2 separate regions of the Pan troglodytes genome follow, and region 2 is linked to region 1. A link is a contact called in public capture Hi-C data. All regions are on one chromosome and are shown on one strand. The core of a region is the stretch at or near the end of the contact, and the rest is flanking DNA. Distances in the headings are between cores, read along the strand shown.

Region 1 (5,337 bases), core at 738-3,237:
TGCAAATTAGCTGCAAAAACCATTATAAAAGCAGCGAAGTTGTCCCTACTACAGGGGAACGTATGTCCTGTTTTCTTCTAAAAGTCCTAGCTGAATATTTGCAGGCTCCTTAGTTCAGCAGGCACTGATTTTTCTAAACAAGCGGCAAATTATAAAGAGTTTTCAGAATCCAGACTACAAATACACAAAGTGTATGAAAGATTCCATGCCAAAGTGTGCTGTTAAATTAGTAGGATAATATTTAATAGCATGTGTTGCTACTTAATAGGTTAAATTCCACTGGATAATATCAATACAGGACTTTACTGTTGTTGGGCCATTTTTCTGGGGGAAAAAAGGTAAAACAACAATGTCTGTGAATTAAATAAAAACAGAAATGATAATGAATGAGAAATGTGGACCTGTGAGGTATGCAGCAGAAGCCAGTCAAGAAAAGAAAATCAAAAGACTCCTCTGATCCCCAAGTGAAATAGCCATGTTTTGGTCAATGATGAACTGCATATACAATGGTGGTCCCATAAAATTATAATATCATATTTTTACCATACTTTTTCTATGTTTACATATACAAATACTTACCATTGTGTTACAACTGCCTACAGTATAAGGCACAGTAACATGCTGTACAGGTTTGTAGCCTGGAAGCAAGAGGCCACACCACATAGTCTAGGTGCGCAGTAGGCTGTACCATCTAGGTCTGTGTAGGTACACTCTATGATGTTCCCACAATGACGGATCACCTAATGATGCATTTCTCAGAATGTATCCCCGTCATTAAGCGACCCATGACTGTATAGGGAAATAATATATTTCTGTGCATTAAAAACGTGAAAGCTGTAAGGTAACCACATTACCAATGTCAGCAATATTAATGAGTTAAATGAGCAGGTGGTGTAAAATGTACTTCTCCACCAGAGGACACTACAACTTCCAGGTTCAAATTGTTTTCTGCATCCCTTACCGTGTGTGCGTGTGCGTTTGGTTTTTTTTTTATTTTATTTTTTATTTTTGGCTTAAACCAGTAAAAATTTATTTTCTGACAGTTCTGGATGCTGGAACTCTGATATCAAGGTGTGAAGGCTCTAGGGAAGGGTCCTTCTTTGCCTCTTCCTAGCTTAGGTGGTTGCAGGCAATATTGGTCCTTCCTTGACTTGTAGACCATCATTCCCATCTTGCCTCCCTTGCCACGCGGCACTCTTCCCGTGTTTCCGCCTCTATGTCCAAATCTTATCTTTTTTTTTTTTTTTTTTTTTTTACTTTAAGTTCTGGGATACATTGCAGAACATGGTTTGTTACATAGGTAAACGTGTGCCATGGTGTTTTGCTGCACCTGTCAACCCGTCACCTAGGTATTAAGCCCTGCATTAGCCATTTGTCCTCATCTGCATCCCCTACTCTTGAGTATACCTAAGGTTAAGGCATTTAGAAAAAAAAAAAAAACTTTCATGTGAAAAAGTCTGAAGTTTCAGAAAAATATGCACATACAAACTGGGACCCAGAGGCTGAGAGTAGAAAAGCAATCAGGTCAATCCTGAGCAAGCCAACTTAAACCATAATGCAAAAAGACTTCACAAAACTGGTCTGATGCCATCTTTGGGACACTTGCTCTGCATCTAACACAGTATGTTGATGAGTAACTGTGGGGCAGATCCTTAAAGTTTTCACAAGGAAGGAAAACATTTCTAAGGCCTCAAGGAATGTGAAGGCCTGCCAGTCCAAAGCATAAGCTTTCTTTCACCAGTTATGTAAACAGCTGTGCCAGGGGATAAGTATTACCCCAGGAAGCTACAGAGGATATTCCTCTGAGTGGCTAACTACCAGTGTAAATGCAGAAAGAGAAAAGACCGACCAACTTGGACATTTTCCTTTTGCTACCTCTTCTAGCCGTCGCCTCTGTTCTTTCTGCTGCTCAATCCGCTTCTGTCTCTCTGCCAGCAGTTGCCTTTTATATTCTTCCTGCTCCCGGAGCTGTTGCTCCTGTAGTAACTGTTGTCTCCGAAGAGCCTCGGAACGTTCCTTGTTCTCCTGCTGCAGTCTCAGGAAATCTCGACGAAGAGTAGACTCACCAGGCACGTTCACAATGGAACTGTTGGAAAAAGCAGGGCTTTCAGGGGTGTGCACCGATCACACTGTCCTATAAGTGAGACAATAGCACCAGCATACTATCCCATTTCTACATTCATTCTCTGAGTTCCTCTGACTCCAGGGAGACAACTAATACATCCACAGAAATGACTATATCTACAATTCAATAGTCCCATATCTTCTTTTATTAATTTAGTAAATATCTTAAAATGCTGTCCTAGATGTTTGCTTGACAAGACATTTCTATTTAGGATTCGCATAACAATTCAAACTCAGTAAAAGGAAAGGTTGAAATCACCTTCTTTGATTTCACTAGTCCTTTAACCACTTTTTTTTCTTCAGCAAACAGAACCATCAGACCACTCTTCAGTGTTTACACCATTCCTTTGTCTTCGTCTGGTCAACCACCAAGCCCTGTCATAATTCCCTCCCACTTTCCTATTTCCAGGTCAGCAGCTGAGCCCAAGCGGGTCCTACGAATTAGCCACTGCACAGATCAATTAAACACACCCTTCCTAGCTGACCTCCCCACCGAGTTACTTCTCCACTGCCACAGCATCCAGAGCAGCATGGCAAACGTATCTCCTTAAATTGCCTTTTTCGTCATACAGTGCTCCTCCTATTCAAAAACAATTACATTGCTCATGAAATCAGTTCAAATTTCTCTGAAATTCTTAGTCTAAAATGGATTAAAATCTCTCCTACATAAGAAGAAAGAGAGATTATGAAGTAGCTTCAATAAATTCGCTTCTCTCTGTTCCAAGTCCCATTCTCTGGCACACGGCTCCCCACAGGTCACTTGAGATGCCCTTCCACCCTCCCTTTGTTCACTTCATCAGCCACATACTGCAGCATGGACAACTGCCAGGCACACCCAACATCACAATCCAAAAATCCTCTATTCTCTGATTCATCAGTTATTATGAGGTTCATGTAACCCATCTGACTCCTTAACCTTCTGCTTTACTGAACTTTGGGGAGCCAGAGATAAACTAAAACACAGACCGTAAAATAAATCAGGACACACACAGTCCTGCTGGTCCATGGGCGGGGAAATTCTTTTTGTGTAGCCATGTTCTATATACCACAAGAAATGGTGTTCAATGGCACCTTCACCATCCATGGCTTCTGGAACAATAAATGCTGGGGCACTCTCCCCTGCCCAGGCCCACACATTTTTCAGTGACTGGAGAAGGGGACACAACACAACCCTTGGTAAAGAATCACTGGGTAAGAGGATCCAGGGAAGAAAAATGTTTACAGCAATCTGTCAGGAATAGAGAAGAATGGAGATAGTAAGATGCTGTCTAAGTAATTTAAGATTCTTTGTACCACACAGGAGTCTTCTGAAATCCTGGCACAACATAAAACTTAATCCCTTCATAAAGCAGGATACTGAACAGTGGCTTCGTGGTTACCTTGGCTCTCCTTCCTGTTCAGGCACTTCCTCCTCTTCTTCCTCACTCCCACTGTACTCATACTCAGTTTCATCTATGAAGAAAAGGACAAGATAAATGGGACAGTTCACAAGTCCTGACACACGCCTGTTCAGACAAGCATCTCCAGGAGCATCTTGGCAAAAAATAAACAAGTTCCCTGTGAAAACAGCAACTTGTATAGAGGATTTGGGGAGGAGGGGCAAGACACCACATTCTCATAGTGACAGCATCTATTCCCTGGTCAGCCTTACTCCCCACAGAAAAGCTGATTCCACGGCATTCGAGCCAACCTTGTATGGGGGATGCACTGCTGAGGACGTGCAGGACCACGAGAGGGGATCAGAGCCCCTGACACACGAGAAAAGAACCCGAGGGCACTAGCAAATTCACCAAAATCCACTTTGATGGCAAAATTCAAAAAGATATGTAACTGCTGAAACTAAGGCAACCAAGAGAATTTATTTGGTGATTTTTTGCAATTAGGGATCCACGGAGAGTGCAGCAGAGAGAAAAGCCTGGGAGATGGACACAAAGTGAAACATTAACTAGGTACAGGAAAAATAAGCCAAATGTACCCACAAACAAACCTGGCAAAACCAAGGAAAACTAATTAAACCATATAGCAAAAGAATGAGACTCAAATTTGCTCTACTTAGGCCAGACTTCAAACAAACAAAAGTTTCAACATCAATAACTCATTTTCAGTTCTACAGGTTTTAGACAGTTTTCCCAAAAGGCCATTTATTGGTCCCTTCACTTAATGTCAATATCCAACTTTCAGTGAGCAGTTTCACTCCAGAAATCAATCAAAAAACCAGACAGGTTGAAGAGATTTAAAAGCAGTCTAGACACACACACCTCTATTTTTTTCAAAGATATACAAGATGAAAATCAGGCTGGGTGTGGTGGCTCCTGCCTGTAATCCCAGCACTTTGGGAGACTGAGGCGGGCAGATCACGAGATCAGGGGTTCAAGACCAGCCTGACCAACATGGTGAAAGCCTGTCTCTATTAAAAATACAAAAACCAGCCGGGTGTGGTGGTACATGCCTGTAATCCCAGCTACTTAACAGGCTGAGGCAGGACAATCACTTGAACCTGGGAGGCGGAGGCTGCAGTGAGCCAAGAACGCACCACTGTACTCCAGCCTGGGTGACAGAGCAAGACTCTGTCTCCAGAAAAAAAAAAAAAAAAGATGAAAATCAGTTTCCTGGTTTTTAAGTGCCTGGACAATTAAAATATGGTTCCGTACAAATTTGTCAGTCTACACATATAAGCTCTTCTGTATGCTAGACCATCAAAGCTATTTTAATAGATTATGCTAGCTTCAAAGGGAAATTCCAGCTTAAATAATCTTCAGAATCCTTAAAATAGGTACTCTGCTATGTTTATAATTTTACACTACAAGTTACTAATTATTGACAAGAGGCTAATGGTATCTGGAAGGTAAACCCAAAAAGAAAATGAAGAGTTCACTGTGACTTGAAGACAAAGGAAGGGAAGGTGCTCTGCTGTTTCCATCTGCAAAATGTGGGTGATGAGGAAAACGTGAGATGATCCAAGGTATCTGGCAAATGTTCCATGAACATTAGCTATTATTACTAAGTCAAGTCATGGGAAAATGATCCAATATGCAAATAATTTTTTTCCTGAACAGCGCTTCCATGTCAATTGAGAGTTAAGGAAAAAAAGTCTTGTTTTCAAACTTTGGTTAACTGTGTTACAAGTGCATAGCTTAATGTACAAAGCCTAATTACTTTTATAACTAAGTATATCAGAAGGAAAAAGGTTATTTTGAACATCAATGATGACTT
Region 2 (5,446 bases), core at 279-2,778, 510 kb after region 1:
AGGGATGTTCTGCAGCTGTGCCCATTTTGTAAACTAAGCCCAAGTTTTGTTTGGGTTTTTCCTCAATGAACTGATCATAGAAAACTCCCCATAAGAATGGAAAACTCCCCATGAGAACTAGGTTATGTGGGCCCTAACACATCATCTCACAACCCTTAGAGGCTTCCTGATCTAAATCCTGGTGAAATAAACGACATCTATTTTTCATCTAAGTGCTTGCACCATTGGGCTCTTACATAGTTACTGTAATGAAGCAGGTTCAGAAATCATACCTTTACATCAGCTGGGAAAAGGGGGACTCATTCAGGAATTTCCTTAAAACACCCAGAGCCTACCTGAGAAGTAATGAGAACCCAAATGAGCATCTACAGAAGGAGCAGGATTAAAAAAAAAGAAAAAGAAATAAAAACAAATAAGCATCAAGAAAACCAAAACACCATCGAATTAGACTTGCAGAAAATTAGACCTTCTTTCCCATCCCTATCCATTCTTTCATTGCTTCTTTTTTTATCTTATTTTTTAAACACGTTTATTCATGTGTTCTGACATTTATCAAGCATCTACTTTATGCCAAATGCACAGTAGATGCAGTTGTGAGCCAAACGAATCCCATGCCCTCAAGGAGCCTCTGTCGCAGCAGAATGTGCTGCATTTAGCAGACCTGCCACTCACTAGCCATGTGGTTACTCAGGACTTTCTGCGCCTCAGTTTTCTCATCCGTAAAATGGGTCAACATGGTGCCTCAGGTTGTTATGAGGATTAAATGAGTTCATGCATATAAAGTGCTTAGAACACGGCCTGCCACATAGTAAGCACAGAGGAAATGTGAGTTTGTCTTACATTCTATTTTCTATCCACAATTTCTCACAGAAAGAGAAAATTTGAGGAGGGAATGAGTAGCTATTAGGAGGCAGGGAAGCCAACATCTTCATGCTAGAGACATGGACAAGGAAGCCCAGGTACCACAGAGTATAAATGGTGGGATGCAGATCATCTAAGGCCAGGGTAAGCTTTCTGAGGAGTGGTTTGGGAGATCCTAGCATGGCACTGCTGAGTCTGGCAGATTGACTCTATGTGCTAACCCGACACTCCCTACCTATGTAATTCTGGGCAAGCTTTATTTACCCCTGGGGAGGAGAAGGAGGACGATCTTGCGAGCTGAAGTTCCTGGCTTCTGAAGGGCAGAAGCAGAGCAACCGGGTTTACACAGGAGCACAGGGAGTGGCGCTTCAGGGTTCTGGCCCCTGCATGATTCTTCAACAATTTCCAGTTTTGTGCTGCTCCAGTTCAGGTTCTGAGAGAGGGCCCTGCTTTGCACTACACTGAGTTACTTACCCAACCTTTGACCAAAAGAAAAGGAAGCACTTGAGTGCTATCCATCAAAACTAGTCCTGTGTGGAAGACTATTTCCACAAAGCAAAATAGTCATGCTCGTACCAGAAGAAAAGGAAATAGGCCTGGCCAGGAACGCCTAGCAGACACCCAGCACGCTGAGCTCACCCGCCTGGTCCTGCCGGCGGGGGTGGGGAGACTTGCAAATGGGCTGAACAAAGGCTGCTTTCTCCCACTGATCTCAGAGCAAGTTCAGAGAGCAGGGCTCCAAGGCTGGTGGGGCAGCCCAGCCCTCCTCAGCTTGGTCAGTCTCTGCTTCCAGACCAACTACTCTAGGAATATCTATTTCTCAGTCAGAGGGAAGGGAAATTGGGTGTGCAGACATATTTGCTTGTTTGCTAATGATGTTTTGCTGATTTCCAAATGCATAAGCCTATACAGTAGCTACAGCAATGCTACGGAAACTCTCACCTGCCATCAGCCTCTCTCGGCCTCTGGGCTCTGATGCAAAGGTTCTACGTCCGTCCAAGTCCTCCAAGAAGCAGACTCCAGGATGGAATGAATAGGGCAAGGATTTTATTATGCCTGTGAGAGATAACAGAGAGGAAGCTGGGAAAGGTTGAGAGCAACATTAGACCCCATGCAAGTCTGACTTGAGTGAAGGAGAAAGGGAAGAAAGACTAGCTGGAGGTGTCCTAGACCCTTATGTGAACTAAAGAAGCTTCCACAAGGCCAAAGGAAAGCCCTCAAGACAAAGCTGGCCATCAGAAGAAGTCCCCATCTTCCAAGAACTGCCTTAAAATGCCTGGTTAAAGTGCCCAGTCCTTGACTTAGAGCAGCCAGCAGCCCTGGTCATTTATGCCCCTGTAGTTTGAGGTCTATAAGATGCATTCTATGAGCACAGCAAGTTCAAAGTCACTTAACCTTAAGGGTGTATTCTGCCCAGAAATATGAAATTCTGAGAATTTAGGTCTGTAGACTACAAATATTCATATAACATATAAACGATAATTGATTTCATTTTATGCCTTCCTTATGGGGTCTCTGCTGTTTTTTGTTTTTTGTTTGTTTTTGTTTTGAGAGAAGCACCTATCTTTTGCTAAAATACAAGATATTTATGAATAGGAGCTCTAGGTTCTATATTTCTTGACTTCAGCCTCAGCAATGTAGAAAGGTAGTTTCTGGAAGAAGTATAATTACAGAAAATTGCCTCTGATCCTGATGCTGATGCCCAGCTGTGCAGCTTTAGAACTTGTTTTATTAACTCGCCCATGAGTTACTATGCCTCCCATGAACTGAGTTCACACGACTGGTTTATACACCATCATCACAATTTATTACTGTTAAAAGCAGATAAAATCTTTGTAGCGCACCACGATTGTGGCCTTGATGTTACACCTGTTAGATTTTCAGGCAGCCAAATTATAGCTCAAGATTGCAAGATAAGCATGGCGACATACGAAAGAGGGTGGAGGGCTTTTATGCATCTCCTCTGTGGCTTAGGCCAGGCAGGGTGAGCTTCTGCAGGCAAGAGGAGAGGGATGCAAGGTTCTGGGGCCTTCTGTCTGGCAGGTGCTGACAGGGTACTGACTCAGCCTTAGTAATAACACTGCCTCTCTCCTTCTAATATCTCCTTCTGCAGTTAACGAGAACTTTGATCTTGCTGCACAATTCATTTATTTATTCAATAAATATGTGTTAAGTATGAGTGTGGTTAATTGTCTTGGGTATTGGGAACACAGTGATGAATAAGGTATGAGCCTCCTTTTTATTTGCAGCAATAATGTGAAATATCCCGATGGCTGACAAGATTGTATCTCAGGGAGACCCCACCATCTGCTTCCTCTGATTCATGGGGGTAATGGCACCAGTGGTTTTTACTGCACATTCTGGAATTTAGACTCAGTGGAGTTCTCAGAAGTCTTCAGAAATCTGTTTACCCATTTCTGGTGGACTCCTTGTCTCATTCCTAGCAGCTGTTTTGTTCCTTCCCTTATTCTGTAATCCCAACACTTGCCCCATCTTAGTTTCTGGTGACCTCACTTCCTATTCTTTTGAGAAGAGAAGAGTCACTTGCCCAGAACGATTTCAGCTTCCTGCCTCTGCACGTCAAAAATGTCTGTGTCCACACTGACCTTGTCATCCTTCTCCCTGTGTCAAAAAAGGAAATACACTTCCTTCCTCCCAGCGTTACCTCTGTACATCAACCCCACCCTTTTAGCTCACTTTGCAAACTTGTTCCCACAACCACTTCCTCTACTCTGCAGCCTCAATCTTCCCTTACCCCTGGTTCCTTCTCTTCAGCTGACAAACATTACTGTCTGCCACTCCCCAAGAAAGAAAACACTTCCCTCAACCCTTCTACTTCTTGGAATTACTGATCTTGCTTCTTCTCAAACAACTTAAAGTGGTCTATTCTTATGGCCCCCAACACTTAGGCCAATACCAAGATTCTGCAGCACACGACATTATTCCCATTGTCTTCTGAGCCTGTCCAGCCCTGGGTGCCATAAAGCTGTAGTCTTTAGGGTCTTCTTCTCTGAACATTTATCTGCCATTGTCAGTGGCTCCTCCTCATTTCCTTGCCCTTCCCAACCCCCACTCCTTCTCTCCCCTCCCACCACCACAGTTCTCTCCTGGCTAAGAGTCTCTTTAGTCTTTCGTCTCCCCCGCTGAGTGTCTCAGCCCTCATGGCTCCATAATCATCTCTGTGCTGTTGCTTCTCAAATTAGGATTGTGAAAGTTTACCTTTCTCTCAAATTGCTGACCTGCGTTGCCTGTGCAGCAGACTTGGATGTCTTGCCAAGCACTTCAAGCCAAATTCATCATCTTCCCACCAAACCGGTTCTTCCTGCTGCCCTACCTAGCTTAGTTTTTGCATCATCATTATTTTCAGGCATCCTTCTTTTCCTTTGTGCCTATTTGAGCAGTTTTCAGGACCTGTAAGTGTTGCCTCCATCATCTCTCCTTACATGCTGTCATTCCTTTCAGATCCCTTTCAGGCCACCACTCTTATTCTGAGCCTCATTATTGGGTTTTTATTATTTAAATAGCATCCTAGTTAGTCTCCTTCCACTAGTCTTTTCCTCTTTAGGTGCCTTCTTCTCAATGATATGAGGTATATCTTTTATTTTTATTTTATTTATTTATTTATTCCTGAGACAGAGTTTCGCTCTGTTGGCGAGGCTGGAGTGCAGTGGCACAATCTCGGCTCACTGCAACCTCCGCCTCCCGGGTTCAAATGATTCTCCTGCCTCAGCCTCCCAAGTAGCTGGGATTACAGGTGCCCACCACCATGCCTGGCTAATTTTTATATTTTTAGTAGAGATGGGGTTTCATTATGTTGGCCAGGCTGGTCTCGAACTCCTGACCTCAGGTGATCCACCCACCTTGGCCTCCCAAAGTGCTGGGATTACAGGCCTGAGCCACTGCGCCTGGCCGAGGTACATCTTTTACATCACAGTAGAACCATGTCATTTCCTGGTATTAAAAAAAAAAAAAAGTCGATATGTCCCTATTATCTACCAAATGGAAGAAAAACTCCATGGTATAGAATCCTAGCCCTTTGTAGTATGGCTTCAAATGCTTTCTGACCTTGCCTTACTTGATTTAACCTGTATACCCTATTTTCCATTCAAAATTTAACTAGTCTCAAACACAACCCCCATTTTCCCACTTCCAAACCTTGGCTTATTTTGTGTCCTATCTCAAATGCCTTTCCTTTTCACCCTGCCTACCCCATTGAAATCTTAACTATCATTCAAAGTTGACTTCAAATTCACTACTTCCATGAAACAGTGCCCAATTTTTCCATTTGGAAGCTCTCTTATTGTTTGGAGCATCTTATGGTACTTACTACAATTTACCTAATAACAAGACACACTAAAGTGAAGGTCTTATCTCTGCTACTCATTTGTAAATAAGCTTATGTCAGATTTCTCTTTGCATCTCCTCATACAGTATGGTATGTCCTCATACCATACTCATCTCCTCATACAGTATGGTATGCATCTCCTCATACTCAAAGTATGGTCTACATCATTAGGCACAGTGTTCAATTCAGCTGAAGTTTTTTTTTTTAATTCTATAGCAAGGCTGTTTAGATAAAGTCAAC

What was found. Capture Hi-C pulls out chosen DNA fragments and counts their contacts.
Region 2: a contact with region 1 is called in a capture Hi-C map of stem cell-derived neural stem cells, with 3 times the contacts expected there. The contact joins two enhancer-like sites. A contact is called at or near these places in 3 of 7 Hi-C or Micro-C datasets (blood, induced pluripotent stem cells and stem cell-derived neural progenitor cells) and 1 of 1 other capture datasets (stem cell-derived neural stem cells).

What each region holds. Positions count from the first base shown.
Region 1 is chr12:21,093,289-21,098,625 of NHGRI_mPanTro3-v2.0_pri, forward strand. It overlaps MAP4K4 (mitogen-activated protein kinase kinase kinase kinase 4), which reads right to left. Exons shown (of 29, transcript XM_054678099.2): 11 at 3,504-3,576; 12 at 1,876-2,086. Among named protein-coding and RNA genes, the nearest start is that of IL1R2, 150 kb to the left of the region's middle. Within about 2 kb of position 1,988, at least 5 of the 24 cell types and tissues checked have an H3K27ac peak or open chromatin away from gene starts, as enhancers often do. A contact at or near this core is called in stem cell-derived neural stem cells, where this site is marked.
Region 2 is chr12:21,604,858-21,610,303 of NHGRI_mPanTro3-v2.0_pri, forward strand. No RefSeq gene overlaps it. Among named protein-coding and RNA genes, the nearest start is that of RNF149, 21 kb to the right of the region's middle. Within about 2 kb of position 1,529, at least 9 of the 24 cell types and tissues checked have an H3K27ac peak or open chromatin away from gene starts, as enhancers often do. A contact at or near this core is called in stem cell-derived neural stem cells, where this site is marked.